2 separate regions of the Zea mays genome follow, and region 1 is linked to region 2. Evidence: chromatin contacts called from public Hi-C data. All regions are on one chromosome and are shown on one strand. The core of a region is the stretch at or near the end of the contact, and the rest is flanking DNA. Distances in the headings are between cores, read along the strand shown.

Region 1 (5,182 bases), core at 865-3,364, 410 kb before region 2:
GATCTATGTACGGGGAAAAACATCTCGAAATGGCAGTAATAAGTGGTTATTTAGTATTTATTGCACAGTTAATTTATACATGTAATATGATTGCACTTTTAGATGAATATCGGTATCATAAAGGTATGTTTGCTCACTGAGTACTTAAGGACACAAGAAGGCACTTCATCCATTCATTGTTATAAGGCATGTTTTATTCAGGAAAGTGTATGTAAGCATGGTTTGCCTTTATCAATTATTACAAAATTGGTATCATATTAAAAGTACTGTGCAAACACACTGATATGAATCGGTACAAAAAACTTGAAAATGATTTGGTTACTTGAATATTTGTTGTAAAAAAATTGTAGTTTTCTATTATTAATATATTTCTCAATTTGCCTAAGACAAAAGGTTCTATGTTCATGAGGTTGGACAGATTTCTTTGAAATGGGTGGAGTACAAAAAGAATCATTTATGCATGAGATTTTCCCAAGTATAGTGGAACCAAAATCCCAGAATGTATATTAATCAAATAAGTGAGATTGCGGGTTAAAATAATTAAAATGTTTGCTGCAGAACCAAGCTCCACGTTAGAAACAGGTTAAGATTATAGTTCAGACTCAGCACTGCCACATTGAGGTTCAACTAGTCAAGTTAACGGAGTGTTTGCTTCAAGAAACAACCTACCCTATAGAATCATAGGGGCCTTAAGCTTGTGCTTGAGTAGCGAAAATGTATAACTCAATTCACACCAACTCTTCTGGCAAAGGGAACAAATTGCTTCCACTATTGGGTCCTTTTTTCTGGATGACATCAAACCAGTTAGACAGTATTTAGAGATGTGCCGGTTTTAGAAGGAAAACGTTTTACAAGGTGAATAGTGCAAAACAGAATTCCCATGACGACTCATGTAGATGTCTATGGTCCTAACTTCTAACCACACATTTTCAGCTTCCGACATTCAAATAGACCTTAAATCAGATGACTTGTGGAATTGTTCATGACGCATATTAGCTCTAGTTGTCTCCATTCCCAGCTACCCATCTGAAACATCTGGTGAATTATGGTGTCATTTGAAAACAGGTATCAGAAGGGCAAATCTGGTGCAGTGAGTTGTCTCATTGAAGGAGCCTTTCCACATTTTTGGGGGTGGGTGGGTGGGGGGGGGAGAGACTTGCCTCGTTTTATCCCTTCCCCACAACCCTCATGTGGGAGCCTAAGCCATTGGAATTGGATCTGACCTTGAAAACAGGTATCAGTCAGTTCTGTGCCCAATTATGTTCCAACCTCAAAATCTGCCTACATAACCTATTTAAACCGCAAGCAGCAGAATATTTTAGACTTGCGTCCTTTACCAAAACACTAAAAGAGCTTGTGTATGGTCAAGAGCTGTGATCACACATTCATAATTATAACATGAACAAATTGGTTGAATAAATGATTAAATGTACATTCTCATCGTGAGTTTAGCAACTGCTCGAACATCTAAGTATCTGCTAAGAAACCCTAAAATTGGTCATAATTCACTAGCACAAGCAAGCAAACAATAACTGAGCAATCCGAAATGACGAAATGCAATGTCTTACGAACCGAAGATTGAAAAAATACAACCAAAAGTAGCTACTTACCATCTGTACCGCATGAACTGGCCATCAGCGGGCGCGGTTTCGGGGACATCGTTGGTGGAGACTGCACCGTCGGGCCGCCGCAGTAGCACGTACGGCGTGATCTCGCAGCCCACGATCGGGATCTCCGACGGCAGGTGTACCCGAACCACGCTCAGCATCCTCCCTCCTTCCTCCCCTGTTCTCTTCTCCCGAGCCCCAGACCCGCCTCTGCCTCCTCGACCTGTCTCTCCCTGCAGACACAAGCCCTAGATCCCCCACCGCTAGGCGGATCCGCCATCACCTGCTGCCGCCGCGAGCCGCCAGCGTTGCCTCCCCCGATCCAAACACCCGCGCTCGCGCCTTCTCCTACACGAAACCCCAGCAGACAGCACCAGTATCAGGATCCCGCCGCGCCGGCCGGGCGGAAATGGGAGATCCGGGCACGGAGCGAGGCCTCGCCTGTGGATGGTTCCTTGGAGGTTCTCGAGACGCCGGGGGCTGCAAATGATTGTTAGGGTTTGGGTTTTGCTCTCTGTCTCTCTCTTCGTCGGCGTCGCACTCTGTTTTCTCTATCCTCTGTCCGTGTGCTCGCCTCGCGCTTGGACTATTTTGGAGTTTAAAGTTGAAAAAGTTTTTTGGTTGGTGCCCCTTGCAATTTTCGGTTTTCTTGTGTGGCGCTGTAAAGTGGAAATTTACAAAACAACGCTAGTTTTAAACGGTGAAATAGCATTCGTTTTTAAACAATACGTACAGCACCCGTTTTACCAAATTAATTCAGTAAACAATAATTTATCTATATATTTTATATTTTTTATTGAATAAACCACATATAAATGAACTAAATTACCCCTAATCATTATATAGCTCTCTTTTTTATCTCTTCCGTCCATAACATAAACATAAATATATAAAATATACTAGCTCCATTTTTTAGGGTTAAACATACAAATAGAAAAAAAATTATGAAGAAAAAAATCTAAATTTAACTATTAAACTTCAAACCCAAGTATCTTTGCTAAGGAACTATTAAAAATAGACATATTTGGTTTATCGAAAGATTTTCGATTGTACTTCCTTCATTTTTTTCATTTGACGTGGTTCCTTTTAAAAAAACTTCAATCACTTGTCTTATTAAAAATTTGTATGTTCTTTAAAAACACTCCTTCCATCCAAAAATATAGTTCTAAAGTTTAATGATTAAATCTAGACTTTTTCCTTTATAGAACATCTGTATTTATATGTATGTTTAACATTATGCTTAACAATATAAAATAAGCTCATATATTTGCATGCATACATGTTGTTCTTGTGAACATAATAGATAAAAATAAGGCTATAAAATGGTAGGGCGTTGTTGTTCGCTTGTTCTCAAATACTGTGAATCAAGAACAAGGCAACACAGTTGTCGGCGTTTCGACCCCGGGGGTCCCTGGACCGACGAGTAAACTGTCGCCGCGTGCCCCAGCCCAGATGGGTCGGCGCGAGACGGAGCACGAAGGGGGGAAGTTAGAGGGAGATAGGTGTAAAAAGGGGAAACTCGCGGCCTTCGTGTTGTCCCGCACCCAGGTCGGGTGCGCTTGCAGTAGGGGGTTACAAGCGTCCGCGTGGAGGGAGCGAGAGGCGTGCACGCGCCGTCCTGTCCTCTTCTGCGCGGCCAACCCTCTCATAAGAGAGCCCTGGACCTTCCTTTTATAGGCGTAAGGAGAGGGTCCAGGTGTACAATGGGGAGTGTAGCAATGTGCTAACGTGTCTAGCAGAGAGGAGCTAGCGCCCTAAGTACATGCCGTCGTGGCAGCCAGAGAGGTTTTGGCACCCTGTTCATGTGATGTCGTGGCCATCGGAGGAGCGTTGGAGCCTTGCGGAAGGACAGCTGTCGGGGCTGTCGAGTCCTTGCTGACGTCTCCTTGCTTCCGTAAGGGGCTGAGAGCCGCCGTCGTCATGGAGCATGCGGGGCGCCATCATTATTTGTTTACCGGGGCGAGCCAGATGGGACGCCGGTCTTGTTCCCAGTAGCCTGAGCTAGCTAGGGGTAGGGTAATGATGGCCTCTCCTATGACGTGGTCGGTCCGAGCCCTGGGTCGGGCGAGGCGGAGGCTCCTCCGAGGTCGGGGTCGAGTCTGTCTTCCGAGGTCGAGATCGAGTCCGAGCCCCGGGTCGGGCGAGGCGGAGACCGTCGTCTGGGGCCGAGCCCGAGTTCGAGCCCTGGGGTCGGGCGAGGCGGAGTTCGTCGTCTTCCGGAGCCGAGCCCGAGTCCGAGCCCTGGGGTCGGGCGAGGCGGAGTTCGTCGTCTTCCGGTGCCGAGCCCGAGTCCGAGCCCTGGGGTCGGGCGAGGCGGAGTTCGTCGTCTTCCGGTGCCGAGCCCGAGTCCGAGCCCTGGGGTCGGGCGAGACGGAGTTCGTCGTCTTCCGGGGCCGAGCCCGAGTCCGAGCCCTGGGGTCGGGCGAGGCGGAGCTTCCTATGGCGCCCGAGGCCGGACTTGGCTGCTGTCAGCCTCACTCTGTCGACCGGCACAACAGTCGGAGCGATGCAGGCGGCGCTGTCTTCTTGTCAGGTCGGTCAGTGGAGCGGCGAAGTGATTGCGGTCACTTCGGCTCTGTCGACTGATGAGCGCGCGTCAGGATAAGGTGTCAGACCATCCTTGCATTAAATGCTTCCTACGATACGGTCGGTCGGCGTGGCGATCTGGCCAAGGTTGCTTCTTGGCGAAGACTGGGCCTCGGGCGAGCCGAAGGTGTGTCCGTTGCCTGAGGGGGCCCTCGGGCGAGACGTAAATCCTCCGGGGTCGGCTGCCCTTGCCCGAGGCTGGGCTCGGGCGAGGCGAGATCGTGTCCCTTGAGTGGACCGAGCCTTGACTTAATCGCACCCATCAGGCCTTTGCAGCTTTGTGCTGATGGGGGGTTACCAGCTGAGATTAGGAGTCTTGGGGGTACCCCTAATTATGGTCCCGACAGTGGCCCTCGAGCCTCGAAGGGAGTGTTAATACTCGCTTGGAGGCTTTTGTCGCACTTTTTTGCAAGGGGACCGACCTTTCCCGGTTGTGTTTCGTTCCAAAAGTACCTGCGGGTGATTTGCCGGACCCGGTCCCCTTTTGACGGGGTCCGAGGGCTCGATGCCTCCCTCTGGTGGGATTCCGTTACAAGATCTTTCCCGTAGGTCTCGGAAATGTCCTAGGGTACCTCGAGAGGGTAGCCCGAGCCTTGGTTATGTATCGAACGTACCCAGGGTCATCCCTCGCTCTGCGTCTGAGGCGGCTGTCGAACCCTTCGGGGGCCAGCCTACGAACCTCTGATCAGTAGTGGGCGCGGAGCCCGAGTGGCCTGAGGCGGCCGTTGAACCCTTTTGAGGGGCCGGCCTTCGAACCTCTGACCAGTAGTGGGCGCGGAGCCTGAGTGCTCTGAGGCAGCTGTTGAACCCTTCCGAGGGGCCAGCCTTTGAACCTCTGATCAGTAGGGGGCTCGGGGCCCGCTTCCTTCGCGGAGAAGGATCCCTTTCGGGGTATCCCTTTCCCGGTCCCTGTGGCAAGAGAGAGAGAAAGAGGAAGTGGAAAGAGATACGAAATCGAATGACGTGGCGTACCTTTTTTGACGCGGTCA
Region 2 (4,807 bases), core at 1,714-4,213:
TTCGGGGCTTCACCCAGCGCCCCGGAGTGGACTACGACGAGACCTTCAGCCTCGTCGTCAAGTTCGCCACCGTTCCCGCCGCCCTCGCCCTCTCCCGGGACTGGGCGACCCAGGTCCCCTCATGATAGCTCTTGGTCGTTCCAGTAGTTGGCTGCCTGTTTCTTTTTGTTTTAAGTGTGTTCGGCCCAGTCCAGGCTAGTCCTGGATGGCCTTGCGTTGGGGGTGGACCTTCTTAAATGAAATGAAGCACAACTCTTCTGCGTTTGTCCAAAAAAAGATCGTATTTGAATAAATATCTCATTCAAGCAAAATCTATCTATACAATATATAGAAAACCGTAGTAACGCACGTGCAACTAGCTAGTTAACTTTGAGATATGAATTTTTTGCATACTGATAAAAGTAAATCATACCATCAATGGGCGAAGCAATTAAGCAGCTAGAAATTGCCCTTTTGTACATATAAAACAGCTAGAAATTACTCTTAGCGTACCTCAACTTGCTTGGTACTAAAAGGCTTTGTTGTTGTTGTACATATAAAATTTTAAAAACTGGAGATGCCCCATTGACATGCCTGTTTTACTGCATATCACAAAAGTAGGCAAAGATACTATGGGCCTGTTTGGCACCAAAGTATTTTACTATTTTTACAGTTTTGATAAAATACTGTGGTATTTGAGAAAACTGAGGTATTGTAAGCTATGAGGTGTTTGGTTTGATTTTGCAAACTATAGTTTTCAATACTACAGTATCCTCAAAACTGCAGTATTTTGGAGTTTTAGATACTGAACTCAGGACCAAAGTTTTGGCTCAGTTGTGTCTTCTCCTATCTGACACACCCTCCTCCCTGCTAGCTTCTTTCAAAAAGAACCGTGCAAGCAAAGAGCATGCAGTATTAGAAAATACTACGGTTTAACTGGAGTATTGTGAAACCATAATATTTGTGTCATGTGCAGTCACAAACCATAGTATTATACAAACTATGTTGTCACCTTTACTAGCTAATCAGCTTGCGTGAAATTTGATTGGAATGTAGGGCCTGTTTCGAAGTAAAGTATTTTTACAGTTTCTGGGCAATACCATGGTTTTACTAATACCATAGTATTTTATGGCATATGGTGTTTGTTGCATTCCTGAAAACTATGTTTTCAAAATCATGGTATTCTAGATCTAGATACCAATGGTATTTTTGGAGTATTGGAAACTCCACTCTAACCTAAAGTTTTCATGTCATAGCTAGCTTTTGTCTAATACCATGATTTATAATGTTGTAGTCAAACAATGTTTCTTAAAACCACTACATTTTTTGGGATGACCAAATCCACGGTATTGTCATGACAATTGCAAAGTATAGTATTGTAAAACCATGGTTTTGATAAACTATTGCCAAAGAGGTTCGTAGCTTTGTCATATTCTTTATACATGCAAGGTGCATTTTTCTACTGTGCATGTAACACGCAATAACAGTAGGGCCATTTTGTTTCCTGCACACAGAATATTCTGAAATTCAGTACCCCGGGGAAAAAAAAAGAAGGCCCCAGGGTTCTACTTTCCAAACGAAGCCTCAAGGTTTCATGGGTTATTTGGAATGAGTAATGTAGTGTAGAAGATCTATGTCTTGGCTGGCAACAATTACTTATGTACAGACTACAAAATGTAACATTGATATGACGATATGTTAACTGAGAAATTTACTTGTCAGGATGAAGTAGTAACGAGAATAGAGGAGAGGATATCTGCTTGGACATTTCTTCCACCAGGTACCTCGAAAGCATCAATTAAATTATGCAAAAACCCTTTTAGACTTGCATTTTCTTTCCATTTAGTTGTTCAACAACCTTAACTGTATGGTTCTGGTATGCTCAGAAAATGGCGAATCCATTCAGATATTACACTACCAGAATGGTGAGAAATATGAACCCCACTACGACTACTTCCATGACAAAAAAAATCAAGCCTTGGGTGGCCATCGCATCGCCACTGTGCTGATGTACCTCTCTAATGTTGAGAAGGGTGGAGAGACCATCTTCCCCAATGCAGAGGTAGTTTGCTTGTCCTTCCTGTGTTTACTGTCTTAAGAATGCCAGTTGTAACAACTTCAACATTCAATAGGGGAAGCTATTACAACCGAAGGACAACACTTGGTCTGATTGTGCAAGAAATGGATATGCAGGTATATAGCAGTAGTTTCTGGTAGAGCTTTTTATTTACATTGCAGATCTGGGCTCTATATCATCTTGACCAGTTCTTACCTAACGTGACTAGGGCCCATGGCTCTTTTTGCTTGGTAATGTCACTAGGGTATAGTTTCTTTAGCTCGGCGCTGCACATCATGTGAGTAGTACCTTCCACCATGCGCATTTACTCTGCTGTCTATCTGCTGCTGGTTTCCTTGTGCAGTTAAACCGGTAAAGGGTGATGCCCTGCTGTTCTTCAGCCTCCATCCTGATGCAACGACAGACTCTGACAGCTTGCACGGTAGCTGCCCCGTAATCGAAGGCCAGAAGTGGTCCGCAACTAAATGGATCCATGTGAGGTCATTTGACCTCCCTGTGAAGCAGCCGGGTTCCTCTGACGGATGCGAGGACGACAATATCCTCTGCCCCCAGTGGGCAGCTGTGGGTGAGTGTGCCAAGAACCCTAACTACATGGTGGGGACCAAGGAAGCTCCTGGCTTCTGCCGGAAGAGCTGCAAAGTATGCGCAGAGTAAGGTAGTAGCCTGCTGTCTGATATGTGTCATGGCGTGTTGCGTAGTAGTCTGCTGTTTGGATACCGACTGGAGTATAGCATGTATGAAGTAGAACCCGGAAGAAGGAATCGTACGAGAGCCGAGTTATCTGATAACTTGTCTCTTGTGGGAAATGAAAGCGTTCCTTAATTAAGCGAGGAGGTGCTTTGTGGTGTCCTTATACGTGTTGAGCTGTTCTCCAGTTGCGTAGGGCGTGATTGCCAAAACGTAGCCCAGTGGGTGGCCGAGGGTTGTGTGAAATAACTTTTGCCTTTATGTTCTTAGCTGTTGGGTGCAGAAAGATGCACGTTGCTGACACGAAGGAGAACAGTCCCCGCCCGCCCCCCCTTTTCACTTCACCTTGTGTGACCTTGCATTCAATTCCGGTTGGTACAATAAAGCCATTGCTATAATATATAGTAGATGTGACCAATACAAGGAGAAAAATTACAGCCCATTGCCAAGCATCATCACAATGAATATACTACTAGTAGTATTAATTCTGCAGCAAAGACACATCACAATAACCCAATTTTCTTTTCCTTTTTTCGATCATCGACCTTGTTGTTATATTAGCAGCCATTGGGTTTCTTGGCCGGCGCCGGCGGCTTGGGGGTGGCCACCACCCCGTCGTTGCCTGCGAGCGCCAGGTACTTGTCCTTCCTGGTGAGGCTTGTGCACTCGTAGGAGAGCGTGGCGGCGATTAGCCTCTGGATGTAGTTGGCCACCTCGTGGCTTGTCCTGCCGCCGGCGCAGGTGAGCTCGGGCGGGAGCTTGTTGAGGAAGGTGACGACGTATGCCGGGCTGGGGTTCATGAAGAAGTAGAATGGGTCCATCCCCTTCCACCCCCTGGCCGTTGTGCCGTGGAACATGCTCATCCGGTTCTCCATGGCCACGGGCACCACCTCGTGGGTGAGCTCCGCGAAGAGCGCCGAGAAGCGCAGCAGGAAGGGCTCCCGGCACGTGGTCCCCTCGGGGCAGATGACGAGGTCGCCCTCCGCCAGCAGGTCCCGGATCATGGCGGCGTCGGAGGCGCGGTCCCGCGTGAGGCGCACCGTCCGGATGGGCGAGAGGAACTCGGAGAGGCGCGAGAGCGAGTAGGTGACCGCCGCCACGGGGCGCCCCAGCGCGGTGGACAGGAAGATGGGGTCCAGCAGCGTCCGGTGCGAGCAGGCGAAGAGGACGCCCCTCCGGCCCGTGGCGCGCTCGGCGCGCGGCGGCGGCGGGGCGCCCCGGACGTGCACGCGCACGCCCAGCGCCCAGAAGGCGTAGTACACCAGCGGCATGGGCAGCAGCGCCCCCGCCGCGATGCGCAGGCAGGCGAGCGCGAAGCCCACGGGGAACCACAGCACGACCAGCAGCGCCGCCAGCGGCGTCGGCCGGCGCACCAGGCGGCCGTCGTGGAAGATGACCGGGCGAGGCAGCTGGTCCATGGGCAATGGCTCCACCGGCGCGCGCGGGACGATGTACGCCTCCTGCAGTTTTGCATGCCATGCAGGCGCCCACAGCATGCGTGCGTCAATAATGGCGAATTAACATTTAAAAAAAGAACCCGTACTGCTGTTACTACTACCAGCACAATGAATACAATTGAAGAGGAGCGCAGCTACCACCGTGTGCCATCAGTTGTTCATATAGAACCCAAATTACTTCTGTACGGTTATTGACTGTACGTACACCATTGCGTTGGACGTCTAGCTACATGGCAGTGGAACGAACCTTTGTCAAAATTCTTCTTCTTCTCATTGTCTATTGGACAGCAGGGGCACTAGGCATGACTACGACGACCTACTTGATGCTGCATCCTGCCGAGGATACCTAATTGTTTCGTCTTTGCACAATTGAAGGAGGTCGATCGATCGGCAGGGCAGTCTTTTGATTGCGATCCATGCCATGCACATGCATATCGAAATCTCAGACAAGCAACTGTAGCAGCGGTACATACATCACTGTTCACTCCAGTCCAGCTAGCTAGCCAGTGGCAGTAACTGTGGTTAGTTGGATTCACCTAAAAGGTTGTACGGGCATCGCCGCGGGTTTTTGCGTGTCCCCCCTCTCAGAATAATCCTGAGATCTTTT

The links. A called contact is a pair of places that touch in the nucleus more often than the background predicts.
Region 1: a Hi-C map of ear shows a contact between it and region 2, with 1.6 times the contacts expected there. The contact joins the promoter of LOC100279626 here to the enhancer-like site in region 2. A contact is called at or near these places in 2 of 25 Hi-C or Micro-C datasets (ear and leaf).

The regions. Positions count from the first base shown.
Region 1 is chr1:247,593,900-247,599,081 of Zm-B73-REFERENCE-NAM-5.0, reverse strand. LOC100279626 reads right to left here and starts at 2,114. Exons shown (of 12, transcript NM_001152622.1): 1 at 1,611-2,114. The coding sequence starts at 1,768.
Region 2 is chr1:247,185,652-247,190,458 of Zm-B73-REFERENCE-NAM-5.0, reverse strand. LOC100272827 reads right to left here. Exons shown (of 2, transcript NM_001367772.1): 2 at 3,118-4,203. The coding sequence ends at 3,301. LOC100383727 (prolyl 4-hydroxylase 2) reads left to right here. Exons shown (of 7, transcript NM_001254933.2): 4 at 1,702-1,759; 5 at 1,866-2,041; 6 at 2,112-2,172; 7 at 2,265-2,880. The coding sequence ends at 2,290. Among protein-coding and RNA genes, the nearest start is that of LOC100272827, 7.9 kb to the right of the region's middle. Within about 2 kb of position 2,963, at least 14 of the 20 cell types and tissues checked have an H3K27ac peak or open chromatin away from gene starts, as enhancers often do. A contact at or near this core is called in ear, where this site is marked.